Regions from separate parts of the Gossypium hirsutum genome. Here all the other regions are linked to region 1. Evidence: chromatin contacts called from public Hi-C data. All regions are on one chromosome and are shown on one strand. Each heading gives the region's core, a stretch centred on a gene start, on an enhancer-like site or on the middle of the called end of the contact. The rest is flanking DNA. Distances are from core to core; before and after follow the strand shown. Region 1 holds the start of LOC107948842. Region 2 holds the start of LOC107948854 (fructose-1,6-bisphosphatase, chloroplastic). Region 3 holds the start of LOC107948856 (L-type lectin-domain containing receptor kinase VIII.2).

Region 1 (3,091 bases), core at 360-2,859:
TTTTTACTAATAATCGTATTATCAACTACTTTTTTAGACTACCATAACATAATAGAGATGATGATTTTATTTTATTTTTAGGGGTTTTTACTAAAATATTATAATAAAGAATAAAATACGAAAATAGTATATTTAAAAAATTATGTACCAAAATAGTATATTTAAGGTGGTTATGCCTGGTGCATAGACAGCACCACCTTACTCTGACATAAAAAAATTGTCAAAAAAAAAACTATTATATTTAAAAATAAATAAAGTCTGTTAAAAAAATTGATGTGACACTGGTGTAGGGCAAGCTAGAGACGGCACTGGTGAAGCCTATGCCATAGGTGACACCCATACCCCCAAACCCCCTCCAGCTCTATCTAAGTTAAAAAAAAATTGTATCATGGATTTTTTAAGCAATATGTTAAAAAAACAATAATATTATTTCTGTTAAAAAAGACAGTAATATGTTAAAAAAAAGCTGTTAAAAAAACAAAAAATAAAATTTACCTTTATATTTACATTTTTTTTCAAATTAATCTTTATTTATTATTAAGTTAAATTAAACTAATTTTTAAAAATAGTTAAATTGTTATTTTTAATAAAAATATTATATTTTTAGATATTAAAATACACATCACATTTCACATGGATTTTGTATTATTATTTTTAATTTTGAATGTCCATGTGAAATGTGATTTGTGTTTTAATTTCTAAAAATATAATATTTTTCTTAAAAATAACAATTTAATTATTTTTAAAAATTAGTTTAATTTAACTTAAAAAATAAATAAATATCAATTTGAAAAAAAATGTAACTATTAAAAGTAAATTTTATTTTTTAATAGGTTTTTTTTAATATATTATTTTTTTAACAGAAATAATATTACTTTTCTTTAACGTATTGTTTAAAAAAATTCATGATAGTTTTTTTTAACTTAAACAGAGACGGAAGAGGTTTGGGGGTGTAGGTGCCACTTATGGTATAGGCTTCACCAATGTCACCTCTGGCTTGCCCTTCACTAATATCACATCAATTTTTTTAATAGATTTTATTTTTTTAAAATATAATAATATTTTTTAACAGTTTTTTTGTGTCAGAGTAAAGTAGTGTCGCCTATGCACCAAGCGTGATTATCCTAAATGTATTATTTTGGTACATAATTTTTTAAATATATTATTTTTGTATATTATTTTATTTTTTATAACATTTTAGTAAAAACCCTATTTTTTTACTATCATAATAATAATTTCTTATAATAAGTAAGATTTTTCAAAAATTTAAATTATGTAAGTATATAATTATAAAAATATAATAAACAAAAATTAAATATAGATGGTGAATGACTCCCTGGACTGCCAAGTGGAAAGCATAGCCCCTGGGTTCAAGGTATTGAAATTAAAAAAGAAAAAGAAAAATTAGATTTTGTTTTGCATCTAATTAAGCAATTTAGCCTTAAAAAACGGCTTGATGGAATTAAAAATAGAAAAAGAAAATGGTGGCCCTATCACATGCTGGTTCAAGTGCTTCCTATATTTTGAATTGGCCCCACTTACCTGGATGCAAGCCTGCAGCTCCCTCCATGGACCCTACAATATAGTAGGAGCGTGTTCCAACCTTCCTATATCACCGAGTGGGAAACTCATCCCCGCTTTTTCTGTAATCTTCTCTTTCATTGCTTTTTCTCACTGAAAATCCCCCCATTTCTCACCTCTTTCTCCCCACCTCTCCACTTTTTGCTCAGTTGTGAATAGGGCATTTTCTTAAAAAATATATATTTTTTTGGTGGGCCCCGAACTCTGCCATGGCCACCAAAACAGAGATGCAACTGCTTATTATTAAATCTTAACCAAGCAGCAACCATCCATTACTCTCTACTCATCAATTTCTTACCTTTTGGTGTCCTTTCTCTGATATCTTCATTCTTTAGCTTTGCTTTTCTTTCTCATGGCGCAGGTTTTAGACGACGCTGAGTTTTGGCTTCCACCTCAGTTTTTAACCGACGACGACTTGGGCATCGACAATAGTAAGGCTAAGAGCAATCCCAAGTATGTTGATGGTGGTTTTGGATTAGAGCTTGACAGTTCTAAGTCTTTGTTTCCCTACGAGTTCCCTTATGGGTTTGGGTCTTTGGGTTTCTCTTCGGATCCAAGTTCTCCGGTTGAGTCAGTGGTGGGTTCTACTGAGACAGAGAGTGACGAAGAAGATTATCTTGCTGGGTTAACTCGTCAAATGGCTCACTCTACCCTCGAAGACGGTATTCGCAGAAACGTCCGTGCCTTTGCTTCTGAAAACCCTAAGGTCTATTGAAGAACTTAACACTCAACTTCTCCACTAAGTTATTTGATTCAAGGACGGTTTCTTATTTTAGTTTTATTTTTATTTTTGCTTTTTTAAGGGTCGGGTCATGTCCAGTTCGCCGCAATCAACCTTATGTGTATCAAGGAGCGGGTGCTGTTGCATGCAAGGGTCTAGCCGTGGAAGCCCTACTTGCCAATCCCGAGTTCCGTCACCGCCGGGAACATGGGATTTGCTGTATGCGGCGGCAGAGGAAGTTGCAAGGATGCGAATGAGTGAAGAATCATACGGTGGGCTCAACAACAGAGGCCTCTTAGGTTCTTCGGCAAGGAAGTTCTCACCGAACGCCGATGTTACTGGCTTTTACCTGCCTACTCAGTCTCTTGCTCACCAGAAACTACAGGCCGCTCAAGTAAAAAACCTTAAACCAGACCTAGAAATGTTTTACTTGGATTGTTTTTTTCCCTCTTAAGTATATAAAATTGGTCGTTTTCTGTTATGTCTCAGTTTCAGATGCTGAAGCAACAGTTGCTAATGAAACAACAAAATGCATCGGTTTGGGCAGGACAAAAGCAGCAGCTGCATTCGCACCACCATAACCATGTGGTCCAAAGCAGAGTGAGGAGTAATAATAGTAGCAATAGGCCTATGGGTTTGTCCCAATCTGCATGGACCCCTCTGCAGCAGCAAACCCAGACGCCAAACGGGTCGGGTATGAGGGCAGTTTTCTTGGGCAATCCAACTAGAAAAAGGGAATGTGCTGGAACTGGCGTTTTCTTGCCTCGCCGTATTGGTGCACCTTTTGAA
Region 2 (3,309 bases), core at 109-2,608, 550 kb after region 1:
ATTTCAAATATATATATGAATTTTATGGAGGGTTTAGATTTTCCTATTTTTATAATTTTATAGGTTTTTAAAATTTTAGAGAAAAAAAACTTTATTTTTTTATAATTTAGATTTTTTTATAACATTTTGACAATTTTTTTAGAATTTTCTTTTGAAATTTACGCTTTTAATTTTTGAACTGCTTGTATGACATTTTGGATGCATATCTCGTTTGAATTGGTTGTATTTTTCATTTTAGTTTTTTTAATGAAAAAATACACTAAAATAACTAATGATGAAATGAAAGAATAAATACTAAACTAATTTTAGAAATTCTTCAAATACCGAACTAATAATTTTTTTTGGCATAATAAAAATTTTGGCCTTAATGTTTACATTTAATTCCTTTTAAAAGGAATCAAATTTGATTATCAACTTTTTTAAAAAGCTCCAAATTTGACCATCAATCTAGGAGTCAAATTGTTATTGTTTTAACGAAAATATTGATTAAAATGTTAAATTTTTAAACATGACAACCCATATGACAATTCACATGTGCTTCATGTTAATTTTTTGAATTATTATGTATTTTTTATATATATTGAATTTTGAATTATTTTATTATACTTTTTAATATTTTTTTATAATTATTAAACAATTTGTTGATGTGGCATACAAACAAATAGTGTTATGTCAACATAAAGAGCACGTGAACTGTTACACAGTTTACCATGTTAACATTGTTAAAAAATTAATATTTTAATTAGTAATATGTTAGAAAAACAATTTGACTATTTTTTGAAAAGTTAAAAGCCAAGTTTAATTAAAAAAATCAAAAACCAAATTAACAAAAATATAAAAGTTAAAAGATAAACTTATCTTCTTCTTCTTTTTTTTTGTACAGTTTAGTTACATATTGGTTGGGCTTTAAAGCATCCATGACTTTTAACCCAACAAGATTTTGGAGAGAATTTCATGTCTGTAAGACCTATTATTTTTCTATTGTATGTATTTGTGTTCAAATATATCATTTTGGATTTACTATTTTTTTAAATATATTTTATATATGTATATATAAATATTTATAAATATTAAATAAATTCTAAATATAAAATATTCATCAATTATATAAAATATCCTTTCAATAAACTTCATAAATACAATTTATTATTAAACAAACTTAAAATAAACAAATAAAAAAAATCCCATAATTAAACAATAATATCATCTTATAACAACCCACCATCTAACAAGACCAAACTAAAAAAAAAATTAATTTTAAATTTTAAATGGCTTCTATCGGTCAATGTGGATAAGATCAATTAATACAATACTAAAATTTAGACTAAAACAAAACCTAAAGTTTATTGTTTTGGTTTAGTATTAGAGTAAAACATTCTGACGGACACAAGAAGTACCGATACAAATTCACTACCTTAGTGGAATTCCATGGTTCCAGAAACAGAGCTTTGAAGCCCATAACTAGTATTTACACCAACTAGGCTTTTTAACCAAAAACCCATATAAATGAGAGAGCTAAAAATAGAAACTTTGACATAATACAGGTGGGTCCTGGTAGGCTATATGGTGGATGCTATCTTCCATTTGGATTGATTGCAGGCATAATCACCATCACACATTTGTCAGCAACAAGCAGATAAGCAAACAACTGCCCAATTGGAAGTTTTAAACACACAACCAAAATTATAGAAAGGATCAGCGGAAAATAGAAAACTGAAAAAGAAAAAATGGTTCAGGCAATATCAACTTCGTCCTGTTGCAATATCCTCTTCTCAAAGTCACATCGATCCACCTCTCCTCATAGTCTTCATCGTTTCAATCACTACTCGCCAAGTTTCGCACACAGAATTTCCACCGGCGTTCAACGTAAAGCGGTGGAACTTCCATTGCCGGAAACAGTGACACAACAAGTCCAAAACAAGGAGCAAAGGAAGACCCAGTTTGCACTCGAGAATTTAACCTCTTGGCTGTTGAAACAAGAACTAGCAGGCAACATTGACGCCGAGCTCACTGTTGTTCTATCAAGCATCTCCTTGGCTTGTAAACAGATAGCTTCGTTGCTCCAAAGATCAAGCATTATTAATCTCACCGGCGGCCAAGGTACTATCAATGTCCAAGGTGAAGACCAGAAGAAGCTGGACGTTATATCCAATGAGGTTAGTCTATGTTTCCAATGGGTTTTATTTATGTCGTTTAGTAACATGAGACAAAAATAACATGACATGTTATGAAGTTTATTCACTAACCCAAGGTACATAATATAAGTTTAGTTGTTCTGCAACTGCCTAAGATCAAGTGGACGAACAGGGATTATAGCATCAGAGGAAGAAGATGTACCTGTTGCAGTTGAAGAAACTTATTCTGGAAACTACATTGTTGTCTTTGATCCTATTGATGGATCAGCCAATATTGATACTGCATTAACAACTGGATCAATCTTTGGCATATATGGCCCTGACGAGCAATGCCTTATCGATCTTGATGATAACTCCACGGTAATCCTTTCATCTGTAAAGTCTAATCTTAAACAATAACGGTTAAAATACCATGGAGGCCCTATATTAGGAGTAAGATTGCATTTACCCCATTACTCAAAAGATTGATAAATTAGTTCCTATGTAATAGATGAAAAAGTAATTTAATTCTTCTATTCAAAATTTTATCCATTTCATTAATCTATTTACATCAGCATTAATGTAATGTACAAAGACTAGTTTATTTAAAATTTTAACTAAAATGATAAATTTACACATTAATATAATGTACAAAGACTAGTTTGTCAATTTTTTGAATAAATAAACTAAATACAATCCGACTTATATAGTACAAGGGCTTCCATGGTACTTTTACAGTCAAGAACACAATTAACCAGCATAAATTACCTGCAGTTTTGTATCCTACAGCTGCAACTAAACAGTGGAAGTGAACTGCAAAAAAGCAGCCCACATTTATTTAAACAAGGCCACTGTTTTAATCTCTTACCTAAATGGTTTCAACTCGTTTACAATACAGCTTGATAAAGCGAGAGAAAAATGCATCATCAATGTTTGCCAGCCAGGGAGAAATTTATTGGTTGCTGGCTATTGTCTATATTCAAGCTCTGTTGTGTTCACCATCTCCTTAGGCAAGGGGGTGTTTGCATTCACCCTAGATCCCACTTATGGAGAATTTGTGTTAACACATGAGAATATCAAAATACCTGAGTCTGGTAAAATTTACTCTTTCAATGAAGGAAATTATGACCTCTGGGATAACAAACTGAAGAACTACCTTGACCACCTGAGGCAACCAGGATCCAATGGCAAACCA
Region 3 (2,984 bases), core at 414-2,913, 580 kb after region 1:
ACTAAAAAAAATTCGGTAGATTCATTCTTCCTTTGCAACCTCACGAATCATGGCAAGCTGAAGTAAATAGGTATAAAAAGAAAAAGCAGGGTTCGTTGTTGCAACAACTGACTACATTTAAGATAACCAACTCTTGCTCATACACTCAACGGTTAGTTGAGTCAATTTCAAGTTTCAATACTTAAAACCTTACTTGTGTGTTATTTTGCCGTTCAAGTTGTACGGTTAGAATTTTTGTGGCCAGTATTTCCAGAGGTGAATATAAGATTACGTTGCCTTAAAAGTCTTTCCTCGCCGCAAAGAAAAAAAATAAAATAAAATAAAATAAACACTCAATTTCAAAAGAATTACAAAATAATCATTAAATTATTTAAAATTTTTTTCACTTCCCTTTCTCTTCATATTTCATTTTTTTTCTATAAAACAACTTTGAACGTTATAAATTTGTAAATCAAAATTTAAATAGCTTTTTTTTCTTATCTTTGACATTTATTGTCAAATTAATTTGGTTAGAAGGTATGTTCTACTTGTCAATGAGTACTGATCCATTATATTGATCGTCAAATTATCACTTGGAATTTGCTAGCTAGACTTAAAAAAAATTTAACAACTCAGTCACTTAAATAAAAATATTCGAATAGTTCGATGAATCAATTATTTTTTCTTTCTTTCTTCTTTTTACTTTTATATTTTAATATTTTTCACGAAAATCTTTTAAGGGTAACTAATTAATTTACATAAATATAGTTTAATGAATTCAATGTGAAATATAAATTTAAATACTTATATATATATTTTACTAAAAAAAGTCAAATATATTTAATTTTATGGTAGTTTAATATGTAATTAAATTTTTATTAGTTTGTAATTAAAAATAAATAAGTAATTATTTTTAATTTAAAATTTATTTAGTAAATACAAATGAAAGAATGGTTAAAGATGAAGATAAGGAGTGGGTGTTTTAATAAGTTGGCAAGAGAAAATAGTGTAGTAATTTATGAGGAATTATACGTTGGGTGAGCGTGAAGATAAGAGCACGCTTACATTAGGTTTTAGGTGAAGTTGGCTGTAAAGTGAGGCAGGCACGTTGCACAACCATCTTAGCTTTGCTTGGGTTGGGTGAGTTTATCGACGACCGATCCTGCAAGTAAAAAATTGAAAAGGATCTCATCCCTTTCTTCAATGCAATTTAATCCCTTTTTCCTTTTTCTTTTTTATGCATTTCCTCTTTCTTATAAAACTAAAGGCAAATTAAAAAGGGAAGAGATGGTGGGAATCATACACTCGCATCCGTCGTAGACTCAAATATACAAACATGCTATAACTACGTCCGTCCAGCCTGAGATCACATTTATTTACCCAACGCATCTCCTAGCTTTTTCTCTTTTCTCCTAGCTAACAAGTTTGCTTTCATAACTGTAAGTCTTGTTCCAATAATTTCCAAACAGCCATTAAAAAAAATTACTTATCTAGTTGTTAATGAGCCCTTAACAACTCACATTACTAAGTACCAATTTGGTTCATATATTTGTACTTAAATAAATTTGACATTTTTATTACAAGTAATTTTTCCAGGCTCAAAGTCACAAACCTTTTCTTCCCTTTATTGGGAGTTTAATTAATGAAACAAATTAAGAGAAAGTACTATGGATGGAAATGGAAATACACAAAGATATTGAGTAGACTTGAGAGATTAGAAAAAAGTACAAGGGTGCAAAATTGAAAATTCTCCATTATAATATTCCCTCAGCCAGCAACCACCGAGATAGAGAGAGAGAGAGAGAGTCATAAAGACATTGCAGAAACGAGTATACGTATTTAATTTTCACACGCTCCAACCCAACCTTCATATTCTTTACTTTCTTTCCTCTGGTTCTTCACCCACAAGCCTTAAAAAATTAAGGGAAAGGCAACCAGCTTGTGTTGTAAAATGGAATCATCACCTGGCACATCTTTGTAGACCAACAAAAAAGAACCAAACTCAGATTTCAGCTCTCTAACACACAGCTGCGATGGCCATTTTCTTCTTTTCCAACTACCTCACAGCCCTCATTTGTCTTGTTTTCTTCTCCAAAATCTTAGCTGCAGAGCACAGTTCTTCCTTTTCTTTCAAAAGTTTTGGTAAAGATCCAAAATTTGAGTCCAATATTGCTTTATATGGGGATGCACATGTTGGTAATGATGGGTCTTGGGTTCAACTTACTAACTCAGTGAGTTGGAGTGCTGGGGCAGTTATGTACAAGAAACCCATCAAGCTTGTTCAAGGTAAAGTAAGGAAACTTGCTTCTTTTTCAACCTACTTTTCCTTCTCCATGTCTCATAAAAATGGTGATGGTTTGGCTTTTATTATGGTTCCTAGTAGTTTTAAAGTTGATGTATTGGGAAATAGTACGTTTGGGATTTCTCTTGGATTGGAAAAAAACAACAAAAGCGGTATTGTTGCTGTAGAATTTGATACCTTCAGAGATGCCAAGCATGGTGATCTGAATGAAAACCATGTGGCCATTGATGTGGGTAGCCTTGCATCAGTTAAAGCTAGAAATTTATCCTCTCTCAATTTGGTACTAAGCAATGGAGAAAAATTACATTCGTGGATTGATTATGAAGCAAGTTCTAAGAGACTAGAGATTAGGTTGAGTCAATCTAGTAGTACCAGGCCAGATGATCCCTTGCTTTCATACTCAATCGACTTGTCAAAACTATGGAATGATGAACAAGTGTTTGTGGGTTTAAGTTCTTCAAATGGAAACTCTTCGCAGACATGCTGTATTCACTTATGGAGTTTTAAGCTAAGGCAGGTTCCCAATTGGATGCATTCCCAACCACTTGATCCTGAAGCTATTACAAAAAACCCCAAACCTCTTACAACACCGCACAAGAGTAGCAAATGTTTTTGGAAAGTGCTTGTTGTGTTTGTCTTCGGCGGTGCTTGTGGAGCCTTGACAGCTTCTTGCGTGCTATACCTATGGAACATGTTTGGTGAT

Evidence for each region. Hi-C and Micro-C count contacts between places; a contact is called where the count stands out from the background.
Region 2: a Hi-C map of leaf shows a contact between it and region 1, with 2.0 times the contacts expected there. The contact joins the promoter of LOC107948854 here to the promoter of LOC107948842 in region 1. A contact is called at or near these places in 2 of 34 Hi-C or Micro-C datasets (both in leaf).
Region 3: a Hi-C map of leaf shows a contact between it and region 1, with 1.9 times the contacts expected there. The contact joins the promoter of LOC107948856 here to the promoter of LOC107948842 in region 1. A contact is called at or near these places in 2 of 34 Hi-C or Micro-C datasets (callus and leaf).

The regions. Positions count from the first base shown.
Region 1 is chrA04:74,858,271-74,861,361 of Gossypium_hirsutum_v2.1, forward strand. LOC107948842 reads left to right here and starts at 1,610. Exons shown (of 5, transcript XM_016883491.2): 1 at 1,610-2,287; 2 at 2,385-2,696; 3 at 2,792-3,091. The coding sequence starts at 1,934.
Region 2 is chrA04:75,404,458-75,407,766 of Gossypium_hirsutum_v2.1, forward strand. LOC107948854 (fructose-1,6-bisphosphatase, chloroplastic) reads left to right here and starts at 1,359. Exons shown (of 4, transcript XM_016883502.2): 1 at 1,359-2,156; 2 at 2,271-2,495; 3 at 3,013-3,309. The coding sequence starts at 1,728.
Region 3 is chrA04:75,435,266-75,438,249 of Gossypium_hirsutum_v2.1, forward strand. LOC107948856 (L-type lectin-domain containing receptor kinase VIII.2) reads left to right here and starts at 1,664. Exons shown (of 1, transcript XM_016883503.2): 1 at 1,664-2,984. The coding sequence starts at 2,013.